3 separate regions of the Mus musculus genome follow, and regions 2 and 3 are each linked to region 1. A link is a contact called in public Micro-C and promoter capture Hi-C data. All regions are on one chromosome and are shown on one strand. Each heading gives the region's core, a stretch centred on a gene start, on an enhancer-like site or on the middle of the called end of the contact. The rest is flanking DNA. Distances are from core to core; before and after follow the strand shown.

Region 1 (3,409 bases), core at 625-3,124:
TGCATCTCTTAATATGCTTCCAGAGGATGCCAACATGTTGGTTCTAATATGTACTTTGATAATGACCATCTAGGTCACAATCAACAGCTATCTTTATGGAGGTACCGCGGCCATTTCAAAATTCAGGATTGCTGGGATTTATGTTCACTAATATAAAATATATTTTAAACAACCTCATAGTGGACTTGAGAATCACTCACTAATGGATTTGAAATGCCCTCTCCTTTTTTCTCAGTTGGCTTATTTCCTGTTCTTGAAATCCCAGTGCAGGTCCTCCTGCTTGATGGTTTCATTTCCACTATTTGCAGCAAGCTCTTCATCGTGGACTAAACATTCTTGCACATATCCTATCTCTCCAGATTTTATTTCTGGGGATTTTGGTTGTGACCCTAGCTTTAACAGCTGAAGCATCACTCCAGCCCTAGATTTTACTTCTTGAAGGGAATTGTTTATATTCTTCTAATATCAGCTCCTAGCATAATTCTTGTTTTGTTGATTTTTAAGGCAAACACTGCAACCCCTTACAATGACATATATTATTTTTCAGAATCTCTCAATACAATTATTTTATGCTAGTAGTTTGGATTTTATTAGAACAAATGATGTCTTTAAAAAATAAAAGGAATACTTTGGATTTATTATGTCTTTTATCTTTGAGCCTCAAAACACTCTAAAACTATTTCTTCAATTACTGTACTGTCATGCTATAAATATTATATAATCCTTACAAGAGCAAAAGGCTGATGAGGAAGAGTTTTAATATACTTGGTCAAGTCACACCAAGAAGGTATTTGGCACAGTGTGGTGGTGCACACCTGGAATTCCAGCACTCAAGAGTTCAATTTCAGCCTGGCGTATATTATGTTCAAGGCTAGCCAAAGCCATAGAGGAGACCCTGTCTCAAAAACAGAGAAAGCAGAGTGGTCCATATACAAGACTTCAGTATTTCTCTGGCCTCAAGTAATGAGACCTGAAAGGCGCACATTTATAGAAGAAAGAAAGTGAAGGTGTTCATTTCTTTTTTCCTCTGTATTCCTACTTGTTCATGAATTTTATGATGTTTGTACATTCTTAAAATAGGGTTAAATGCTGACCCATCATCTGACAACCTTCTTATCTATTTTCCAGACATTATATTCTCTCTACCTCTATTCCGCGGCTACAACTGAACAAAAACAACTGCCAGCTGAGGTAACATAACAGACTGAAACCCGCATTCATTTCTCAGGAACGCTACTGCTCAGAAAATTCGGTTTGCCTTTCAGTTCCTTCTGTGTAAAGTGGGAAAGGAATATACATACAACCTACCACACAGGATGAATGAAATGACAAAAAACGACTCGTAAACTTTCAAGTACAAATAGATACCGTTGTTCCTTACGTCATTCCTTTTTTACCTTAAAGCAGGAGACCACCACTGCACAACATAAGTAAGAAGCGTCAGGGAACAGGTGGTGCTTTTTCTCTCCGAGGGAAGGGAAAGGCAACGGGTGTACAGAACTCGGGGAACCGGGGAAAACTACAACTCCCGTGAGGCGTCACGCGCGCCACTTTGGGCTCCCAAGCGAGACCAAGCCCTGAGGCGAAGAGGGTGGGGCCTGCGCGCGCCGGGGACTCTCCTAGTGAGTGCAGAGGCGGGCTGCTTGAGACGACGGGGACACCAGGTGGAGGCGCACGTGCGAGTGCGGGGCGGGTGATAAGGGAAAGACAGCTGAGGAACGGCATTAAAAAAACAAAGCCAGCTGTGCACTGTCGCCTCAGCGGACAGCAAACGCTGCAGCGGAGGTGCGGGGCGCGCGCTCCCGGGCTCGCGCCTCATGCCTCGGGCACTCGGACGGGCCGGGGCGGGCGGGGGCGGCGCGGGCGGCGCGGGGGCGGGGCCTAAGGCGGCGCGGGCGAAGGCGGCGACCCAGACATCTGGGACTGTTGTTGTTCTCTCGCCTCACGCCCGCCTCAGTCAGTTCGAGCTGAGATCCGGAGCTAGTCTGCTGGGAGGCGGCTGTCCTGTCTCCGCCCTCTCTCCGGGTTCGCTGGAGCTGCGGCAGGAGCTGGCGCGGACTGAACAGCTCGCGGTTGGTCTCCGATGCCCTTCGTCAAGGAGGGGGTTTCTGGACCCTGGTGAGCGCACCTAGAGCCCCCCTGACTCAGTGTCTTCGCCCGCCCCTCGGGCCCGCAAACCCGTGTGTCTACCATGGCTGAGAACGCAGATGATGACCTGAACTCTAACCTGCTCCACGCCCCCTACCTCACTGGGGACCCCCAGCTAGACACGGCCATCGGGCAGTGGCTGCGTTGGGACAAGGTGGGTACCTGGTCACCCCGGCATCTGTCCCCTCTTTCTGCTCACCCTCGCACAGTCCACCCTTTCCGGTACCCACCCAGGGCTCTGGAGGCTCCAGGGGAGATGGCTCCAGCCAGCGCAGGGCTAGTGGAGTTGGGCGATGCCTCTCACCTATGCAGGGGCTGCTTTCCCCGGCGGGCTGGGCTGGGCAGGGACGACTGCAGTCTCTTTCTTTTGTGGTAGGCTACACCGCAGTCCCGCTTCCTCCCTTGCTGCCCCTTCCCTTCCAGTGAGTATCATCTCTCATGGTCAAAATACTTCGTCCTCATTCTCATCGTTGTAAGTTATCCTCTGTGTACTATGCATCCATCACCTTTCCTCTTTCTCCTTTGACTTCCTTCTCTGCAGAACCAGAAAGTGGCTTCTGGTTCTTGAACGTTACTAACCACTCACTATGTTGCTCTGCTGTGTTTCCACCCTCTGTCACTAGGTAATCGCTGGCTAGGTATTCGCTAGTCTATTTCACTCTTATTTTCTGGTATCACCTTTTGCTATTAAATGTGACAAGGGTTCTCCTCTTATTTCATTCCTCTGCCGGCAGTTATTTATTGGAAGTATCCTGTTCAAAAAATTGTCATGGACATCTAGAATAGTCTAGTTGTACTGATAGAATTTGCACCATTCTCAAATCTTAAAAGGCAGATTCTGATCAGATATTTAGGAATTGCTTAGGAATTTCAGAATTGCTGATGCCATCGTTTCTTCTCTCTCCCTCCCCTTGTGCAGGTATATAGGGTGGGTTGGTGAAAGCTAGAATTAAAATGCATCCTTTTCACTTGTAAACGAGGCTCTTGGAGGCTTTTTCAGAGGGTGGGATGATAATCCCAGTGTTTGTTTTCTCAAGTGCATATGATACAGCTGCTAAAACAAAAAAGGCAGCACATTTAAAACTGAATTAAGGGGTTTGTATGGAGGTATGTGAGATTTTGTTATACAAAAGAACTACTTAATTAGCTTTCTGAAAAAGTTTATTTTCATTTTTTTCCAGGTATCTATGCATTTAAGAAGGGAAACAAAACAAAACAAACAAACAAAAAAACCCAACTAAATACTGAGTGTTCTAGGCCA
Region 2 (3,409 bases), core at 452-2,951, 760 kb before region 1:
ACCACCAGAACAAAAAACCAGAGTAAAACAACATAGTAAGAAGTAGGATTTATTTTTCAATACTTGGTAACTTAACTATTGCTACTAGGAAGAGTATCATGGTGTCAGGGAGCATGTGTCAGAACAAATGACATACTCCATGGTGGGCAGGAGCCAGAAAGCAAGAAAATACAGGGCCAACCAACTATACCCCAACTTGAACTCTCTGCCACTTCACAGTAATACCATCAAATTATTAGTCCATTAATGGATGAGCCCATTAGAAAGGTGCTCAAAGACTTCTCCATAGTACCACCAGCCTAGGGACCAAGGTACCAACTTGTAGAGCTTTAAAAATAATTTTTTTTGGAGACAGGGACTCACTATATAGCCCTGAGCTATCCCAGAATTCACTAAGTAGACCAGGCTGTCCCAGAACTTGCAGAGATCCTGAGTATTGAAATAAATAGCATGTACCACACTACACCTGATCTAAATTTTTCTCATTTTTATTTGTTATGTGCGGATGTGTGAATGTGCATGGGTACCTGTGTGCTACAAGTATGTATGTGAATGGGTTCTCTCCTTCCACCTTGTGGATTTCAGATATCCTCAGGCATAGAAGCAGGTGCCTTTATCTCTGAGCCATCTCTCTGGCGCCATAAAGCCTTCCAGGGGACACTCTATACTCATACCAAACCATAATATCTCCCATCTTCCACGATCTCTAAGCCTACCTGAGCCAGGCAGTATCGGGCTCTAACACACAGAGGTAACTCCACACAAAGGGCAGAGTCACCATTACCCTCCTGCTGATGAGCGACGTCAGGCCGAGGGGCAGGCATCGATGTAGTCAGTGTTGTCCAGTGACAACACTGTGACAGTGACAGTATGACAACTGTGACAGTGTCCTGACACAACAGGACAGACGCTATTGGAGGCCACCTCCTCCCTGGATTGCTGTGCTCCTGTGACAAGCCCTGCAGTCCTTCACAGAGGCAGCAAGAGGTCCCACACCACCCTCTAAACCCACACTGTCTGGCTCCGGGAGGTCAGGTGGACTCAGAGCCATCCCATTCTCTCTCCATCCACTTCAATGTGCTCAGTGCCAACACGTGCTCCCACTGTGTCCTTTCCACTTGGACACCACACAATACACACAACCCAGAAGATCCTGGTCACACCTGCATGAGCATCTGTCCACACAGACACCTTATACTCATTCCTTACACACACAAACCCGACATGCAAATGACCAGTCACAAATACAGTGACAGGAACGCTGTGAGGGAGGAACCTGTGTGAGTTGGTGACAAAGAGGCAGAAGGGAAACCAGGATCCACAACAAAGGCAGCCACATTCTTGGTTACATCCAAAGCTATGTAGTCACATGTCCCCAGAGCCCAAGCACCCCAGTACTACAGTCACTGTGTGTATGCACTCACACACATACAAGTTCTAGAAACACCTACACACTGATAACCACCCATCTACCTGAAGCAGACACCCCAACCTTCAAAACACCGCAGCCCACCATAACACACAACCAATTCCACGCTTATCTACACTCCTCCCTTCCAAAACTGGCCCAAGAGTGGAACAAAAGCCCAGTGCCCATTCCTACCGGCTCCCTCTCCTCCCCTCCCCCCCTGGCGCCCAGACAGACCCTTTGTCCTCCCGCAGCTGAGCCCAAGTGGGAGTCTAGGCAAAGCGAGAATAAAATCAGCTCAGGCTGCAAGGCAAGCAGGCAGAGCTGGCAAGCGGCAGGCACAGACAGGAGCAGCTCTGCCAGAGAAGCAGTCCCAGGAAGAGGGCGTGGCCAGGTAAGAGCCAAGTACCTGGGTTAGCAGTTGGCTAAAGTGGTGTCTTGTTCTGAGGGGCGTCCACCCAAAGTGTGAGCCTGTGTGGTGTGTAAGAGTGTATGTGGGGGTGGAGGTGTGTGTGTGTGTGTGTGTGTGTGTGTGTGTGTGTGTGTGTATCCGGGGTAAGAGCAGGATAGTGGCTCACTGAGCCAGTTTCACAGGCTGAGACTCTGAGATGGAAGAATGCTGACAGAATCCCTAACTTCTCATGCATCCTTGGACTCCCAGACGATAGACTCCATGGTGGAAACTGAGTCTCCCACTATCGTGTCCCTACAGTTCCCTCAGCCTAGGACAGAGGTGGCAGTAGAATGCGTAAGTATTGGCACAGTCCACCACACTAGCAGGCAGACTCCTTTTGCTGAGACCTGCCTTCCTGGGTCTCAGCCTAGAGAGTAGCTGTGTCCTAGGCTAGCTAAGGACAGCCCTGCTGCACTCTGACAACCTGTCTCATTTCCCTCTGTGTACGCCTGGTCGTTCCTTGAGGACTCACCTCCCCCCTGGCAAGGGCTTCCAGGTACATGGTGGACTTGGGCTGGCAGCCTCTATCTGGGCTACAGTCCTTGTCCACCAGGAACTTATTTCTTATGACTCTGAGGCAAGGGATCCACCTACATGGTCCTGCATAGGCTAGGAGAGGCAGGCTGATCTGCAGATGGGACAATGTAGGTAGGGAGAGGCAGATAAGAAGCAGAGATGAGCCATGGAGTAAGTTCCCACAGAAAGGAGACCTCGGTCCATTTACAGACCAGGCCAAGTACTGACTGTGTGTTCTTAAGGACCAAGTCCTAACCAGGGTGAACGGCCTGCAATCTGTGGTGCGTTTTCATACACACCCCTTCACTGACCCTCACAGCAATCCTCTCAAGGGCAGGCTCCCTCCATATGGCTGCTTCCTCACAACTCCTCTAAGGGTCAACTTACCCACACCCCATGCTGTAAAAAGGTAAGCCGATGACTGGGGCATACTACAAATGCAGCAATTTTATATACTTCATCCAATAGTTACAGTTCTGTGGCTAGGAACTCTAACTATTCTGTTTCATAAACGGTGCCAGTGGCTTGCCTAGGTGAGATCACACCAGACTAAAGGAGGATGATAGCTCCATGTGGTCCCTAGAACCTGGATCTTCCCACTGGAGACTAGAAACATCTCTCACTCTTGCTTTTACACAGCTAATTCTGCCCATCTCAGGAATCTCTTTCCTATCTCTGCCCCAACTGTGTTTATTATCCTTTCTGAGCTCCCCCAATTCTCCTGAGATCTCTCAAAGGACCTCTGCCCTCGCTCTGAGATCCAGAAAGGCAGGAATTATGACTGTTCAGCACATGCGCGCGCGCACACATTCTAATAAACACCAGTTTAAATAATACATGAACTTGACCTTGAGCTAAGTACTGAGTTCCTAGTACACTACTATAGAGGAGAGTTTGGTCAAGGGAAAGTACCTACAAGAGATCTAAAGAAGACACGAACACACACACGCGCACATGCACGCACACACACACGCGCACATGCACGCACACACACACGCGCACATGCACGCACACGCACACACACACACATG
Region 3 (3,409 bases), core at 511-3,010, 600 kb before region 1:
ATGGGAGAGATACTACGATTGATCCAAAGGTCTCAGAGATCCAAACTCGTAAGTGTGTTATCTCCGGGGCCCAGGCCAGGCAGAGAAAGGCTGCATGGCCCAAGTAAAGTCATCAGCTGATAGGAACAGCCTCCCACTAGGGAGGTGATGCTCAGAGACCCGAGCCTGGAGAAGTGGCCCGGGAGCCGGCAGGGGCGGCCGGAGCAGGCGCGCGGCGTGGGTCTGCATCCTGCTCGTAGCGGTAGTGGTAGCCCTCCATCTGATCTCTGCAGGCCTCGCGCAAATTGTGCATCCAGCGTTGGATGCCGCGGCGGTTTAGGTAGAGCACCATGAGGAAGATGAGGCCGATGAGTGCCAGCACCAGCCCGAAGAAGACGTAAGAGGCTTCCAACTCCGGGCCGGCGACGTCTATCCCTTCCCCGCTCTCGTGTGCATCGCCGTCGGAGCAACCTAGTCGCGCCTCGTCCAGGTCTATCAGAGGCCGGTCCAACAGTACGCGCGGGGAAGCGCAGCGCAGGCGGCGCGCGTCGGGTACGCGCTCGGTGGCGTTGTGCAGCCAGGCCAGCAGGGGGCGCGAGGTGCACCCACAGCTCAGTGGGTTGTCCGCCAGCAGCAGGCGCGGCTGGGGCAGGTCGCCATCGCGCTCAAGCGCGCTCAGCTCGTCCGGGCCCAGGCCGGCCAGCGCGTTGACACGCGCATCCAGCTGCTCCAGGCGGGGCAGGCGCAGCGCGGCGAGTGGCAGGCGGCTCAGCGCGTTGCCTACCAAGCCCAGCAGGCGAAGCTCGGCCAGGGGGGCCAGAGCGGCGTCCAGTGCATCCAGCATCCCGGGGCTGCCTCGAGCCAGCGCGTGATTGAGCTGTAGTGAGCGCAGCGCAGGCAGCCCGCGAAAGGCGCGGTAGCCCAGGGCGCGTAGCGGGTTGTGGCTTAGGTCGAGTGCCGCCAGGCTGGGCAACCCGTCGAAGGCACCGTCCTCTACTACCTCGATGTTGTTGTGTGTGAGGCGCAGCGCGGTAAGGAGCGGTAGGCGCACGCCGTCCGTCGCCCCCTCGCCCCCTCCCGCGAAGGCTGCGGCGCGCAGCACGGTCAGGTTGGCGCCCACGATGGTGAGGTTGCGCGCGTCGGGTGGCACGTCCCGGGGCGGCTGCCGGAGCTCCGCGCCCGACGCGCAGCGCAACATTAACCGGGGGCTGCCGAAGCAGTAACACTGGAAGGGACAGGGCGCGGCGGGCCGGCTCAGCGCCGCCGCCAAGAGCAGCAGCCCTGGCAGCGGGCTCCAGAGCCCCCGCTGTCCCGCGCGCGGGGCCATCGCGGCCGTCCCCGCATCCAGCCCCCGGCCCGCAGCGCTCACCAGTGAATTGGGAGCGTTTGGAGATGATGGGATGGGGGTGGCACGGGAAGGTGGCTGTGGGCTAGACCTTGACCCGGAGCAGCTGACAGTTCCGACCGGTCCGTCCTCCAGCTTGTAAAGTCCGAGGAGCCTTCACTTTGATGGCTGGGGGCTACAGGGGTCAGGCGGGGAGCGGAGCCCCCCGCCCTCGCTGCCCTCGTCGCCCTGCGCTCCGGCCTCCGACTTCCGCGGCTGTTCCGGGCTCCGAGCCGAGTGGGCAGGGTTTGCCTCCCCCTCCCCGCCTCCTGGCCGCCTCCTCCGCCCCCAGCGGAGTCTCCGCACCTCCTCGCAAGGGAGGCGGGGTGGGAGGCTCCGGAGATGCAGGCTTAGGGCCGCTGCGCTCTCTTGCTCCCCTGCTCTCTAGTTCACGAGCTGCTGAGAAGTTTGGCTCCCCAAGCTCTGACTTGCTTCTTTCCCCACCCCCTTCGTTTAGGCAGCTTCTTTCCTCCTCCCTCCGAAGCACACGTGGGGCGGGGCCCTCAGGGCTGACCTGGCAGGTGGATCTGTGCACCCAGAGAAGGTGGGAGAGTTTAGAGCTGTCCCTAGAAAAGGAGGCAGGGCTGAGGGGTGGGCTGACAAAGTTACTCTTCTTGTAGTCAAGGAAAGGAGCTGTGCTAAGGGAGCGAGCCTGGAAAATCCCTAGCCTTGGATGTCTCCTTTGCGAACCCAGTTCCCTTAGGCTGTGTCTAAAACTCTGCAGGTCCTGTGTGTCCAGTCTTTTATCGACCCTCTTCTATGTTCTAAAACACCCTCTGTCCCCACATCTCCCGCGCCCTAATTCAGGCTGCTCTGCCTCTGCCAAGACCACTCCCATTGGTTCCACCTTTCAGGCTGGGCCCCTCCTAGGCTCAGGGAGCGGTGGGTGGAGTGATTCAGCTCTTTGCTTGCCCACCCCGCCCCAGCACTGAGTACTGCCAGGATACTGTGCCCCTTCCCCTCCAAATTGCCCTACCAGTCAATATTGAGTGGTGTGCCGGTTGGGGAGAGGGCTCTAGGAGCAGGAAAATCAGGAACTGATTTTGTAGTGGAGGGTGGGGGTGTGGTAAAATCCAGGGCTGAGGTGGGGGCTGAGCTGTTAATAGGCTTGTTTTGTTTTGTTTTGTTTTTCTTTCTTTCTGGGTTTTACTTATTTACTTTTTTTTTCCTCCAGAATTGAGAAGCTCAAGACCTGATTTAAAGAGACAGACTCCAGAGGAGGGAGCATTCCTGGTCTTGGCATGAATTATTCAGGTTGGAGAAGCTGACATTTGATCTGCAGGCCATTCGAGTATCTTACTTGGCAGAGCTGGTTGGGATAGAGGCTCCCCTCCTCCCCATAAGCATCAGTCAGTCTCTTTCTCCTGAACTGAAGACTACTGGTTGGTTTCTTCCCTGAAGTTGCATTTAGAAGATCGACCAGCAAATTGAAACCACTTTCTGAGGCATATCCTGCATTCCCTGGGTCTCAGGCAAATACCAACACTAAGGACCAGGCTGGTGATCTTGCTGGACTCCCTCAGCTCATATTGACCTAGTCCTGTCTCCATGATAACCTCCAGATGCTAGCAGATGACAGTAGTAGCTTTTAGAGCTGGACATGTCTGTATACATGGCCACCTGAGTTTACACACGTGTGCCTCTACACAAAAAGGCAAACTTTACACAAACAGACTTACACATGCCCATGTGTGGTCTATCAAATTTATTCTTACTTGGATGTGCATGCATGTGCACGGGAGGCTTGCACACAGCAGTTCCAAACAAATGTGTCTCACATAGACACATGCAGGCACATTCGTGCCTGTGTACATAGCGGCTTTGAGTGTAACCTGGTATGTGTCCATAGAGTCAGAAGCATACCAAAGTGCTTGAGTGTTCACTCACTGGGCCAACACAGGTTCAACTGCAGCCTTAGAGGGGCAGCTTGCAGACTCTTGTGAAAGTGAATGCGTACAGACGGGGCCCTCTCCTGCTCTGGACTATGTCCTTGGCCTTTGGAGGTCACAGGTACCTTTTCTCATACAGCACAAGTGCTCAAATCAT

What was found. A called contact is a pair of places that touch in the nucleus more often than the background predicts. Capture Hi-C pulls out chosen DNA fragments and counts their contacts.
Region 2: a promoter capture Hi-C map of adipose tissue shows a contact between it and region 1, with 4 times the contacts expected there. The contact joins the promoter of Klhl35 here to the promoter of Pgm2l1 in region 1. A contact is called at or near these places in 1 of 39 promoter capture datasets (liver), 1 of 115 datasets of contacts at active chromatin or transcription factors (microglia) and 1 of 9 other capture datasets (adipose tissue).
Region 3: a Micro-C map of embryonic stem cells shows a contact between it and region 1, with 7 times the contacts expected there. The contact joins the promoter of Tpbgl here to the promoter of Pgm2l1 in region 1. A contact is called at or near these places in 3 of 39 promoter capture datasets (the 3T3-L1 cell line, hippocampal neurons and liver) and 1 of 484 Hi-C or Micro-C datasets (embryonic stem cells).

What each region holds. Positions count from the first base shown.
Region 1 is chr7:100,225,733-100,229,141 of GRCm38.p6, forward strand. It overlaps Pgm2l1 (phosphoglucomutase 2-like 1), which reads left to right and starts at 1,875. Exons shown (of 14, transcript NM_027629.3): 1 at 1,875-2,302. The coding sequence starts at 2,192. Gm34877 (a long non-coding RNA gene) reads right to left here and starts at 1,673. Exons shown (of 3, transcript XR_869834.3): 1 at 1,398-1,673.
Region 2 is chr7:99,464,303-99,467,711 of GRCm38.p6, forward strand. Klhl35 (kelch-like 35) reads left to right here and starts at 1,702. Exons shown (of 7, transcript NM_028145.1): 1 at 1,702-1,802.
Region 3 is chr7:99,625,343-99,628,751 of GRCm38.p6, forward strand. It overlaps Tpbgl (trophoblast glycoprotein-like), which reads right to left and starts at 1,761. Exons shown (of 1, transcript NM_001195529.1): 1 at 1-1,761. The coding sequence starts at 1,306. The coding sequence ends at 152.